3 separate regions of the Mus musculus genome follow, and all the other regions are linked to region 3. A link is a contact called in public Hi-C data. All regions are on one chromosome and are shown on one strand. The core of a region is the stretch at or near the end of the contact, and the rest is flanking DNA. Distances in the headings are between cores, read along the strand shown.

Region 1 (4,493 bases), core at 1,232-3,731, 530 kb after region 3:
AAGGAGTCGACAGGGCAAGAGTCATAAGACAAAAAAACAAACCAAGAAGAAAAACGCCTTTGGGTCAAGGTAGAGTCCAACCTGAAACTAAGTCAGTTATCCATCTAGAAGGACCTTTAAGAGGTATTTTGACTCAGTAGTCACCATATTGTGTTTCTTCATGGAATTTTAAGATTAAGCACACACACACACACTGCTCAGTATGCTCCCAGGGGGCTGACATTTGGGACTTTTTTACAATACTACATGGAAAACAACCTTGATAATCCTATGTTGGTCTCCAAAATCATTCTAGAAATCCCATTGTTTTGTGAAACCCAGAAGTCTAGAGCCACTGGCCCAGTCCTTCTCTGGTCCTTTCCATCTTACTAAAGTAGCCTGTGATGTGTCCAAGGCTACTCAATTGGAAAATTCCCTAGCAACTGAGACAGAAAACCCAGTCTCCAAATGTCTGGCTATGTCCAGTGTTGACTCATTGCCAGACGACCCATTTGCCTGACATTTTCAAGAGACTTGGACAGGAAGGTGTCGTGCCATGACCACAGGCCAAGGCAAATCTGAAGACCAGGCCTCACATGACTGCGAGTAGAAAATCGCTAGCTCACTTCTCTGTATCATAAACTGACAAATTCAAATAAGGAGAGGGTTGGCTCAGAGAGGAAACATCAGGAAATGATTATTTAAGATTAAGAGTCTTGTTTCTAGACATATGTGGTAAAATATTGTCTGGATTAATTTTATTTGTTTCCTTTGATGAAGCCAAATTAACTTAAACCAACTGTTAGAAGAACTGCTGGTTATTAACACTACTGTCACATAGTCTAAAATATTCACCCTAGAGGCTTCTTATTTAAAAATTCCAAAGTGCCTTTAATAATTAAAAATCACCTAATGACTGCATTCATTAGGATTACATCCCGGTAGGTTCTAAAACATAAGAGAAATTTTTGAACAGAAAAATTGCTACCCAGTTCCTCTCCTCTCTTCCATTTTCTCAAGGAAGAAGGGAGCATTTCAAAGTCATGGATTCCAACTGGACAGCAAAAAAATTTATGAAAATAGGCTAGGGATGCTCTCAAGGACAGCTTCCATAAGCTCTAGAAAGTAGCATTTCCCCAGAACTACAGAAGCCGAGAGCTGCCATCTCAGGAGAAGGAGCACTAAGACTTTGGCCAGGTTACGTTCCATGGCCATTGCTGATAGCACACTATTTCCGAGTGTGATGTGATCCTGTTTCTGGCTGACATTAGCAGTTAAATCTGTACATGGTGGAAAGACAGCTGCTGTCACTAATGTCAAGGAGTGTCATCTAATTTGTGGAGGCAAATTTGCCTCCATTGTGACATCTACCTTCTCTGCCCCCGACACCAGAACTCTTATTTTTAGGTCTTTGGACTTAAACCAGCAGTGGCACCAGCAGCTCCCTGGTCCTCAAGCATTCAGGCTTGTTCTAGACCTACAACAGCCGCTCCAGGCTTGTTCTAGACCTACAACAGCCGCTCCTTCAGCTCTCCAACCTCCAGACAGCAGAGCCTCGAAGCCTCCACCAGCTAATCCCTCATAAGAAATTTATTATTATACCTTTCTGGTCCCTACTCCTTCTGTGTCTCTAAATTAGTCCAACCTAGCCCTCTAATCCAATGACTTATGTGAGTCACGTTCAGGCAGCAATCACCCTGCTAACACCCTTAACAGGCGGATTGTGTGTGGACACATACACATGCTTTTCATTATATCCTCTTTCGTACCCTCATTTCCCTTATAAAAACTCTTGGCCCCCAAGTCACATTGGACAACGTGTGCACATAACAGCTGTCAATCACACACAGAGGGATTAGCTGGTGTGCGCAATATGTTGCAATAGCATGTCATCTGGAAACAAGGTACCACTTAAGAAGTAAAGGACCCTGCTTGGGCAAAGGGAATCTTTTTACCTCTCAGTAGCTTTGTGACCCCGGCTGGAATTCACCACTCCTAGCCTCTGTTTTCTCATCTATAAACAAGCAGATGCAGCACACAAGCTCGGTAAGTTCCCCTGCAGCCTTAACAGTCAAGCTCTATACAAGTACAAATGACTTCATAACCACCACCAACAAAAACTAAGCATGTGTGCCCCAGCCGGAGGGTTAGCAGAATCTGTGGCCGACTGTAGCCAAACTTAGACTTTAATGTGGGGTTCCTTTTACAGTTGGTTTTGGAATATAATCAAAACCCAAAAGGAAGTGAGATTCCAATCCCTAAGTAGGTCCAGCCATCATTTTTTTTTTAAAGTACAAAAGATAAATTTGCAAGCCTCAAGGGTAGAGGGAGATATGATGGCTGTACCAGCAAAAAGGCTACATGGGACTGGTTAAAGAGGCAAAACCCTAATGCCAGGCTCTGAGATGCCAGCCAATTACACAGCCAGACCTCCGGGGGACATCCAGACCAAGCTCCAGCTTCCTCGTGGACACTAGTGGCTGCCATGCTACATAGAGCCATTCAGAGCCAGGGCACACAGGCCCTGGGCTACGCAGCCTCTGCCTTATGCTATAAAAAGCAAGCTGGCCCCAGACCAACCAGAAGCATCAGCATTTATCAGAGCATTGATGGGCTTTCAGACGCAGAAAAGTCTTGTTCTCTGAATGGGGGCCAGGAGGATCAGGTCTTTAAACAATATGGCACAGCTTGAGGACCTGCCTGGGGTGTCTGGGAGTTAAAATAATCAAAACCAATGGTAATAATGCGCCCAGGAAGCAGCTCTACAATGCAGATCCCCCACTCAGTAGTTAGCCCACTAATGACATTAGCTGGTATGAAATACAAATAGGAGAAAAACAATCTAAGCCAATTATACTGATTATGCCGCTGACATCAAAAGGTACAGCAGATGAAGCTGAATTTCCATATATTAATATTTAAGCCAGTATCCACTGCAAAGTAACACACATAATGAAGGCCCACTAGATTTCAGTACACACTGCTAAAAATCTCTAATCAAGCAAAAAAAAACAATTTTCTAAATGATAATTAGCAGTAATCATGTTCTTTAAGTGCAGAGTATTATAAAGTACAAACTGATTTTTTTTTTTAATGTGAATAGCAAAATTCCTTGTACTGGCAGTAGCATGACAGATGTAAGGGCAGAGGCTCCCAGCTCTGATTTAAGTGCCTCTCCAGTCACGAGAACAGTTGCATCTGTGATTGGGATGATCAAAAAGTGCATTGCCGATTATCAAAGACAGTCTTGACTAGGTGGAGTGCTCTACTTGAGGCAGAGGAGGGAGGAGTCAAGAGAAGGAGGAGGCAATAGAAGTAGAAGGAGGGCTTAACCCCTTACTTCCTAAGGTATTTTGCTGAAACAAAGTACAGGTCTAGCCAAGCCTTGAGCTGGCGTTGTTTTTTATCGCTCGGTGGGTATAGCAGCTGTGCAAATGCCGTCCACATGGGGCAAGACGAAATTCCTGCCAAGTGAGCGAGGAGAAATGTGAGCTCCATTTGCTTTACTGCCCATGCTCCTGTGAGGAGTTGCATAAAGGGAGAAAGTAGCTAATTAAAGCAACAATATAGACCCCACTCCGGGCGAGTATGCACCCATTCACATGATGTTTGAGACTCCTGGTACTGAGATACTGGGTAAGAACAAAGCCAGGCGTGTACACGCCACGAAATCACGGACGCCACTGTAATTGTCTTGTGCTGTCCACAGATGTGCTCATCAGCTGTTCCCCCATCGTGACCAACGCCTTGGTGATCAGCTTCCGAAGAGAAGAGGCCTCTTTTGGCTCTCAGTTTCTGAGGTTTCAGCCCGAGAGCCACTTGGAGATATGGCTTTTAAGCCTTGGTAATGAGGCAGCATGTGGGAGAGTGGAACAAAAGAGCTTCAACGTCCAGAAGGAGAGAGGACGAGGCAGGAGCTCTACCAAGGCCTCTGAGGACCAATGACCTGAAGCGCTCCTGCTAGGCTCCGCCTCCTAAGGTTCTATCACCTCCCAGTAGTCCCATGCTGCCCTCAGACAAAGCATGGACCTTTGAGGACATTTCAGACCTAAATGCTGTCAGCACAGAGCTCATTATGTCTTTTAATTCTTTGAAATGTGAAGAAAAAAATGCTTCTACTGTCTGGGAGGAAGGATGGTACAGAATAAGTGAGTGACGTTCTTAGAATCCTGTGGCCAACCCCAAAGTGGATATACAAGAGCAAAGTGATTCCTGTCGCAGTGATGGTGTGACATTTCAGATAAGCTAGAAGTGGCACGCAGCCAAGGCTTGAGCGCCCTGGCAGAGAAGCAGTTCCTGTGTAATTCTCAGTGTTTCGATCTGAATTATCATCACACCAGCAAAGTGCCCTTAATAACCTGTGAGAATACAGCTGTGTCTCATGGTTGGTTGCACCATCACCACCAACGTCCTTTTAAAAACTCGAAATTCAATTAATCTAAAAGCTTTAGATACGATAAGGTTTGGATTCATTCATACAATACCAAGCATCGAATCGACTCTTTGTCCTTCAG
Region 2 (4,438 bases), core at 1,040-3,539, 630 kb after region 3:
CTACCATCACAGGAACGCAGCAAGAGGAGGTACCAAGTCCACATTTAAGGCCGTATAGCTAAACACTGTCAGAGTCAAGGCTAGAATCCAGGTATTGGCTGACTCCCAGGCTAGGCACTGGGAATTGCTTAAGTAAAAGATCAGTTTCCTAATTAGAAAAGACTACTTAATTTTCTTATTTAGACAAATCTTACAGAAACCACTCCCTGCTTACTGTGGGCCTTCAGACTCACTTAGGGGCGGACAGACCAATCGTCCCACTGTGGGCTGAGCGCTCAGGGATTTTCGATTAGTCTTATTCTGCATGCCGGTATTTCTGGCAAGCCGCTGTCACACATGCCACTGTCATGCCGTGTTGCCATGCAGATCATGTCAGATGGAAACACGTGGGGAGTCAGAAGGACACCAGAGAATGGGCACTGTCTGCTCTCTGGTTTAAAACCCATGTATTGCCCATAAGATCCTGGGACCAAAATCCCAGTAAGATTACTCAGTCTATAAAGTGCTTGCCACCCAAGTGGGAGGACCTGAGTCTCAACCTCAGGAGCCACATAAAAAGCCAGGGGTATCAGTGCATGCTTTGGACCCCAGCACTGGAAACAGAGCCAGCTTGGCCTACCTGAGGAGCTCCGGGCCACTGAGTGACTTTCTCAGAAAACCAAGTCAGATGCTCCTGAGGAATGATGCTCGAGGCTGACCTCTGACCTCCTGTGGTTCCCCCATAGACTCATATGTTTGAATGCTTGGCCCACAAGGAAAGGCACTATTAGGAGGTGTGGCCTTGTTGGATGAAGTGTGTCACTGTGGGAGTGGTCCTGGCTGCCTATTAAAAATAATCTCCTTCTGCTGCCTGCAAATCAAGATGTAGAACTCTCAGCTCCTCTAGCACCATGTCTGCCTGGATGCTGTCATGCTTCCGCCAGGATGATAACGGACTGAACCTCTAACCTGTAAGCCAGCCCCAATTAAATGTTGTCCTTTATAAGAGTGGCCTTGGTCATGTTGTCCCTTCACAGCAATGAAACCTAAGGCACCTCCATATGCATGCAGAGAGGGGGGGAGGGGGATGGGGGAGAGGGGGAGAGAGGGAGGGGGAGAGGGGGAGGGGGGAGAGGGGGAGGGGGAGAGGGGGAGGGGGAAAGGGGGAGGGGGAGAGGGAGGCTTCAGTTAGCCTCTGGGTAATTAGTAACTTATTTGATTGATTAGTCTTTCAGACTTTCCCACCAAGATAATCATCTGCATGCCTATTGGTGATCCTTTTTCAAGTCTCCCAGACACTGGAAGTGAGAGCTTCCTGTCCTGAGAGAAAGCTTGTCTAGTGACATCACCCTGCATCCTATTCAGCTGCCTCTCCTTCTCAAGAGAAACGACTCCCACAGATGACTCGAGGCTGTTATTTCGGGATCAATGACCTGAAGATCTGGGAGTAAAACTCCCCTACAGGATTTGATTCAGGAGGCCTTGCAGCTTCCCAGGCATCTGAAAGCCACCGCATTTAGGTTTTCATGGCCCACTAGAGCCAGTGAAAAAAGGTCAGAAATAAAGGCTTATTGGCCCAGGAGAGCCTCTTGGGAGAAGAAGAACCACCCCCCTGCAGCCCTTGGGTCCCTCCAACCCAGGGGTCATGAGGGAGCTTACAGGTCACTGATTCCAGAGAAAATAAAAGTGGGGATGGCTAGAAAATACTCTGCATTTTATTGGAGTTTTATTGAGGCAAGCTTCTAAGCATTCTCACTGTCAGAAAGAACATACAATTTGTATCCATTCATCTTGGATTTTATATCCTAAATTTATATTCCTTTAATGATGCCTATCCTGAAACCTTTGAGGGCCCCCCACAGTTCAGTTTCTTCCTGGTCTCCAAGTAAGAAAACACTGTGTGTCTAGCTATTCCACTGGTGGTGGAGGTGGGGGGCACTTTACCCCAGTGACTTTTAACCAGAAAACACAGTGAACATAAAACCCTCTTTAGCTTTGATGAAGACAGAATGCCAGTCATCTGAGACTGTGTTTGACAGAGTAGACAGACAAGAGGAAGCGAACTAGGAAACTGGACCATGAAATTAGAGAAAAAGGGTGGCGTGGGGGGCGGGGAGTTCACAGATCAGAAAGCCAACAGTCACTAAAATTAACCTAACTGTCTCCAGATTCAACACTGGACACCCTTCAGGGAAGATTAGCCGAGCGGAAGGGGCAGTCACATATTTCTTAGGCATGTTAAGAGGCCGACACAGGGTAATCAGGAGGCCTTCCTTGGGAGCCTGCCACCTGCAAATATAGCCTGTTCTTGGCAGTTCATTACACCCAGCCTGCCACAGGAACACACAGAATCACATACCGCTTGGGGTTTGACACTGGTTGGACTTGTTTTTCTGGTCCCCTGAGGCACAAAAAAAAAAAAAAAAAAAAAAAAGCAATAGCCAAGAGTAATCACACATTTTAAAATGTCCTTTCCCCTCCTAAACTTCTTCCCCGAGTCTCAGTGCAATACCTGAGCTTGTATTCGGCATGGAAAGGACATTGGACACAGCTCAGCAGTCAGCCCTTCACCATGGAACAAAGGGGCCATTGGTCATGGACAGGTGACCACCAATGGCTGACCTGGGCCCAGAGAACTACTGTGCACAAGCCTCGGAGGTGCCATTGAGTGGGAATGAGTCCAGGCTCAGACCTGAATCACGGGGACTCCTTTGGGCATCTTGGTCTGCTATGCTCCAGCCTAGCTTCCCTTGGCTTTTGATGGTTTCTGTTCAAGTTCTACTTGTCCAGATTAAAGGTTCTTCCCTGGTCCACTAGAACTACTGAAGGGGACGAAGTCAACATTGCTTTAAAGATACAAAAGTCATGAAGGTCCAATCTCCACAGCTGCTTCTTAAAGTGAAAAGAAGACATAGGTCAGCAGTGAGTGTTCATGTCATCCCTTTCTCCTACAGGAGACAAAGACGTGGGATTTTAGGTAGACAGGGTGACACATAGCTGCCACTTGAGCTTTGTGGGGGGGGTGAAACAAGAGAGTCACTGTTCAAGGCCAGTCTGGCCCCAGAACTAGACACATCTCTTTAAAAGAAAAAAAAATCTGTAAGTGGTCTCTGCTCAGGGTCTCTGACCCTGTATGATTCACACTGAAAGGGACAGGAAACAAGGAGTAGAGAGGGCTGGAGCACCTGGCCTGGATGGGGCAGAGCTTGCCTGTTAGGGCTTGAGACTGTCTATTGACTAGGATTTGAGAGGAGCAACGGAAGGAGGCAGCTCTTTACTGCAGAGAGCACTCTAAGAACATCTCAAATAGGAAGACGGGATTTCAAACATAAATTTAGAGCACGCTTCCTTTTCTCTTCATGTTGTTTGTCTAGACATTAGCTTCAAAGCAAGCACCAGGTGTTGTGGCTTGCATCTATGTCTTCAGCACTCCTGAGACTGAGACAGGAGAAGTGCCAAGTGTTTGAAGCCAGCCTGGGTAGGCTACATAAGTGAGTTCCAGGTCAGCCTGAACTAAAGGAAGAATATCAAATAAAAGAAAGCATTGAAGCCAGGTTTGGAACTATTATTACACTGATAGAAGCATTCAATCAACCTTTGAGGATCCAAATGCTACATGGGGGTTTTGTTCCATCCCAACACCTCCTGACAGGAAAATACAGTCATTGATTGTTTCCAGTATCAAAAAATTCTAGTCTAGGTATGGGGAGATGGCTCTGTGGGGAAAGTGTTTGCCCTACCAGCATGAAAACCTGAGTTTGTCCCTGTCAAAAGCCAGGCCTTGTAGCTCGCCTTTGTGGTCTAGGCCCTGAGAAGGTAGAGACAAGTGGACCTTGGGCTCTCAGTCAACCCAGACTAATCAGTGTAAGCCTAGCCAGTGAGAGACTGGATCGTTAACTTCTTTATTCCTGGGATAAAACACCATGACCAAGGCAACTTACAGAAGGAAAAACGGACTTAAGCTTTTGGCTCCAGAGGGATAAGAGTCCATCACCAGCTTAGAGAAGTAGAGCAGCAGAAAGACACGGAGACCACAGCCAGCCGAGAGCCCTCTTCTTCCCAAAAGTAGGTCAAGAGAACTTCATTTGGAAGATGTGCGTCTTGTTTCCCGAAAAAAAAAAATTAAAAAAAAATCTTTGTCTATGAAGATGCAGGAAAGAGCCTAGACAAGCAGGTTGCACTAATCCCCACTTACGTCCTATTCTTCTCACCCAATCACATTACAGCCTATGCTTCTCACCCAATCACATGACACCCTATGCTTCTCATCCAATCACATTACACCCTACACTTCTCACCCAATCACATGGCACCCTATGCTTCTCACCCAATCACATTACAGCCTATGCTTCTCACCCAATCACATGACACCCTATGCTTCTCACCCAATCACACGACACCCTATGCTTCTCACCCAATCACATTACACCCTATGCTTCTCACCCAATTACATGCCTGC
Region 3 (4,539 bases), core at 1,936-4,435:
CTCATGAGTACACTTACCAAAGGAGACTATTATACTCTACTGTCCAGAATGGTCAGTCCAGTGGAGACCCTGTTGCCCACCCTGAAGCTATGCCTGAGGGTGCAGAAACTTCTGGAAACTCCCCTTCTACCTCTGCTCGGCCCCATCTTAGCTTCCTCCAACGTTTAACTGTTAATGTGAGGAAGTGGGCAAGAGGAACAGACTGGCTCCTGGTTTGGAGATGGCTTGACTGTCTCTTTAGGCGTTAGGAAAAGTTGCTATAAATTGTCCCTCCAACATCCTTGCCTAAGAAGTGCTCGCTTGCACCGGGTGACCTTGGCTTTTCACTGGGTTCATTCGAAGTGGTTCCCACTCACAGAAAACTCTGGCTTAGAAGAGGCTTTCTGGAATCCTGGGCAGCTGCTGTTTCCTAATGGTGATACATGTGATTTTTAAAATTTAAACAAAGAGAAAGGGGCAGCCCCTTGTTAGAAATAAAGATGCGTGATGATACCATATTTTTAAAAGAAGTTTATAAACATCACAAAATGAGTATTTTGGTCAGGATCCTGGTCAGATATTGCTCCAATGAAGTTGGGGGTGGGGTGGGGTGGAGCAGCCTTGAGAAGCCTGGTTTAAGTCAGGAAAAGGTGAACATAGCCTAAGTTTTAACTGAAATCCATAAAGCAATGATGAAATCCTGCCGACCGAGGTTTCACCGGTAAAGGTAAATTTGTATTTGGTACTTAACATCTCTGGATGTGTTTTCCTAGGTCAAATGTATTTACAGTGTTAAAGCTTAAGTGGGAAGTGTGAGCAAAGCTGGAAATGAGGAGAAACTGAGGCAGGCTCTCAGTTTTTATGACTCTGAGACCATAAAGTGTTAGCTGCCTCCAGCCTTCTTAGATCAGTGCCCTCTGGACCTGCGTTCTAAACCTTGTCCATCAGCTGCTGCTCTTGTACTGGCCTCGAGGGAGCCTTTTATGGACCTGGGTCTGCCAAGAGACCTTGCTGTAATTCCACTGGGCACCTGTTTTAAATTACTTCTTTCCCAGGCAGCTTTGTCCTATTAAATGAAAGCGAGATGTAGACTCGGTACCACAAACAGCCCATGGACACATGAGCCCAAGAAAGAAGCGCAGTTAAAATGGCAGGTGGCAAAGGATGCTGCTTGGTGTCTCTTAGCCTGTAAGCTCCGGGAGAGCAGGGACTGCGGGCTTCCTTGCGATCTCTAGCGCCCCCTGTAGGTTCATTCAGTATGTATTATCTCGTGATGACTCCTTTTTTTGAAGTGTGCTTCAGTTGTGGGCAGAAGAATGTAATTGGCCGGCTGACGTTTGATGTTGTCCTTTTTGTTTCTGTCTCAATGGCGTGCTTCCAGCATTAGTCACAGAAGGGACAGAAGGAAGAGGCTGTTGGGATGTGGATCCCGGGCTCCAGGGTGTGGTAACCGACTTGGCAGTCTCTGATGCAGGGGAGAAGGTATTGTTAATTGTTAACCAACTTGCTAGTAACCAGAACCTATTGCTTTTGTATACAAAGTAGATTCAGCTCTCTGGCAATGAGTGGATTGAAAATACCTTTTTCTGAATTGTTTCTGATTTATTTAAATATCTATATTGAAACTTTCTAAACTATTTCTTCTTTAAATGTTCGTGGTTTTTATATATCATGTTAAAAAGAAAATCAACTGAGACGTTATTAAAAACCAAAACGAAAAGCTTGACAACCCTCCTGTGTATATGTGTGTCTGCACTCTCTGACTTCCGGCCTACTCTCTGCATTGCAAACCTTTGCTTTTCTCACTGCTTCTGGCAACTCCCTGTTTGAGAGGTGACCCGACACTGGGACGCTTCACCACCAGATGGCGCCCGTGAGCTGAACTGATTTCCACTTTGGGACGTCTTGCTTCTGTTCTCTACTGTGATCCTCTGCTCTTCACCTGTATCCCACCTTCCTCTCGCAGACTTGGAATCCACGTAACCACCCTTTGCCCGTGCTACGATGTTCTCTGATTCCTAATATATGTAGGCTGGACCTCTCTGTGTAGAAATTATATGCATACAGCTTCCTATTAGCTTGACGTGTGTGATTTCATAAGAGGGGAGGAAGAGCTCGGTGCTCCTGGGAGGTGGGGAGTCAGGTCAAGGGTTTTTACTTTGTCTAGCATTGATTTAGCTCCATTACCAAGTATTAATGCGCACCAGTGTGGGACTACGACATGTTACAGATGCAACATCTTACTGTTACATGTTTTCCAGATACGTGGCATAGGACAGAACCAGTCTGGCTCTCAGAACTTCACAGAAAAGTCAGCTCTGACTTAGTATTCATTTGCAAAGCTCAGAGGCCCAAGTTAATTTATGAATACAGAATTTTACTCTACTTACTCTGATTGTAAGCTTTGAGCTAGTTTGCCTTAGCTTGTCTGCGCTTCTCCGTGTGATCTTCACTTTGAAGCGTGAAGCCAGTAGCTTACAATCGCTCCTAGGTTGTTTGGGAAGAAAGATAATTGGTCGATGCAGCCTAGTTCTGCACAGAAAATGGCTTGACTCTGACTCCTGACTCAGTTACAGGTGGAGAAGTGAGTTCAGGTTTTAACCTCTGGAAACTCTGACACTTGATGGGGCCTTTTGAGAATGGAAATAAACAGATAAAGCAAGTATATAGTGATGTCTTGGCGTCAGCGTCCTTTAAAAGATTAGATTAAAACAAAATTCTGAAAGAATTAAAAACAATACCCAAGGGTAGAAATTCTCCTCGCATGGATCAACTGTAGTTATACAGTACCACCACCAGGTGGCGCATGAAGTCCATTAAAAAGACAATGTACACTTTCTTCTGTCTTCCCAAACCCAGAGGTTCGAGCAGTAACCAAATGTCGCACAATCCAACCCATTTCTACATGTTTGCTTCTTGGTAGAATATAAAATTTGGAAATATCATGGTTTTTTGTTTTTGTTTTTTGTTTTTCCACTAAAGCAGTGGATGGGCCAAGAAGGGCTCATAGGAAACGCAAGAACTTAACCACCAAACCAGAGTATATTCCGTACATTTGGGCAGAGTTCTAAAGTACCGACATGCTTCTCTCTATTCTACCTTTGTCCCTTCCCTGTTAATGGACTGATTAGCAACAAAGTCTGTAGTGACAGTATGAAGGCAAAGGAAATGGGGCTCGCTCACCAGCAGCTTAAGCTCCCAGCCTCCTTGAAGCAACATGGTTGACTTTGTTTAGGGCTGAACATGACGTGTGCTCAGACAGAAGCAAGCATCATCCAGGAGGCTGTAGGCTCTTAGAGGCTAGGGAAATGAATGGTTTCCTAGTTCACAAAATGTGGAGTTTGTAGCATTCATGGCTACTTATTAAAGAGAATGCGAGCAAGTGTAACTTATACTCATTTATTTGTTGAGTGTCCCTTACAATGTGAAACACCAGCCTTAGGTTTGCAGATATAATATTCAATACATAAATTGGTTTACTAATGGGAGAAGCCATACGGCACATAAACAAATGCTTAATGCAATTTTGGGAACTAGAGCTCTCCGCATGTACATATTCCCCGATGTTCCCTGGTGTGAAAGAGACAAAGTCTGAGGCCCCATCCATCCCCAAGGACAAGATGGCCAGCATCCTCTGGCTTCACTCATGGGTTTGGAGCTGGCTGGTGATGAATTGAGGTGGGATCTGGAGACACCAACTAAGCGCTTCCCTTGGGCCGTCTCTCTCTAACCACCGGCTACTTGGGTATCATGATTCTCCAACGTTGATATCGGGGAGCTAGAGTCCCTGTGCTGTCCTGTAGCCCCCAGAGAGCCAGGTGCAACAACCTCCCCTGGCGTTTCTTTACCATCATCTATGCCATGGTAAGGGATGGTTGGGTAAGAGTTGTCACACACCTCTGAGTTTGAACGAGTGAGACCTGTATTGTCAAATGGCTGCTTAATTCTCCAGCCTGGGAGGAGATGGTTACTGTAGCCGAGGTGATGGAGTTGAGACAGGGAAGCCCATAGATCAGGAATACTTGATAGCTTCCAAACGTCGGGTGGCTGTTCATTTTCTCGTGTTTTTATGTGTTTTAGGTGGAATATAGAAGTTTCTCCGGTTCTTCACAGTCAGAGGTGAGCTACGCATGCTTTAAACATATAGCATCCTTTCTCAAGTCGTGGCTAAGGAAGTTTTTCAAGAACTTGACACATGTAATCTTTCTTATACCCCCAGATTATACAAGCAATACAGAATTTAACGCGTCTCCTCTACAGCCTTCAGGTAACGACTCTCCTGTAATTTCAACCTTGTGAACGTTTCTTTTAACGTGCACTGATGATTTCCAGACCTCAGAAATTAGAACATTTGAAAGGCCGTAAGCCATCCAACAAGAGTGCCAACCCCCCAGGTGTCACTCGGCCAGATGAGCTGAGTTCACCTGGTTTTGTCATCACGAGGCAGTAAGGCACTACCACGTTTTACCCGATTCTTCTCAGAAACCATAAAACTGTTCGTGTCTCTCAATAATAGCAATGAATCTGCTTGGGTCTGACCCAGTGAACCACTTAGGTGAG

Evidence for each region. Hi-C and Micro-C count contacts between places; a contact is called where the count stands out from the background.
Region 1: a contact with region 3 is called in a Hi-C map of the N1E-115 cell line, with 9 times the contacts expected there. The contact joins two enhancer-like sites. A contact is called at or near these places in 1 of 15 datasets of contacts at CTCF or cohesin (stem cell-derived epiblast-like cells), 15 of 484 Hi-C or Micro-C datasets (the 3T3-L1 cell line, the N1E-115 cell line, cerebellar granule neurons and 11 more) and 3 of 115 datasets of contacts at active chromatin or transcription factors (the NIH/3T3 cell line, embryonic basal ganglia and pancreatic cancer cells).
Region 2: a Hi-C map of the N1E-115 cell line shows a contact between it and region 3, with 7 times the contacts expected there. The contact joins two enhancer-like sites. A contact is called at or near these places in 7 of 484 Hi-C or Micro-C datasets (the N1E-115 cell line, bone marrow-derived macrophages, cranial neural crest and 3 more), 2 of 115 datasets of contacts at active chromatin or transcription factors (embryonic basal ganglia and large pre-B cells) and 1 of 9 other capture datasets (embryonic stem cells).

What each region holds. Positions count from the first base shown.
Region 1 is chr13:97,408,334-97,412,826 of GRCm38.p6, reverse strand. No RefSeq gene overlaps it. Among named protein-coding and RNA genes, the nearest start is that of Lncenc1, 24 kb to the left of the region's middle. Within about 2 kb of position 2,481, at least 18 of the 459 cell types and tissues checked have an H3K27ac peak or open chromatin away from gene starts, as enhancers often do. A contact at or near this core is called in the N1E-115 cell line, where this site is marked.
Region 2 is chr13:97,308,517-97,312,954 of GRCm38.p6, reverse strand. No RefSeq gene overlaps it. Among named protein-coding and RNA genes, the nearest start is that of Gm33390, 12 kb to the right of the region's middle. Within about 2 kb of position 2,289, at least 52 of the 459 cell types and tissues checked have an H3K27ac peak or open chromatin away from gene starts, as enhancers often do. A contact at or near this core is called in the N1E-115 cell line, where this site is marked.
Region 3 is chr13:97,936,382-97,940,920 of GRCm38.p6, reverse strand. Arhgef28 (Rho guanine nucleotide exchange factor (GEF) 28) reads left to right here. Exons shown (of 36, transcript NM_012026.2): 31 at 1,361-1,461; 32 at 4,060-4,098; 33 at 4,199-4,246. Among named protein-coding and RNA genes, the nearest start is that of Gm34388, 45 kb to the right of the region's middle. Within about 2 kb of position 3,185, at least 10 of the 459 cell types and tissues checked have an H3K27ac peak or open chromatin away from gene starts, as enhancers often do. A contact at or near this core is called in the N1E-115 cell line, where this site is marked.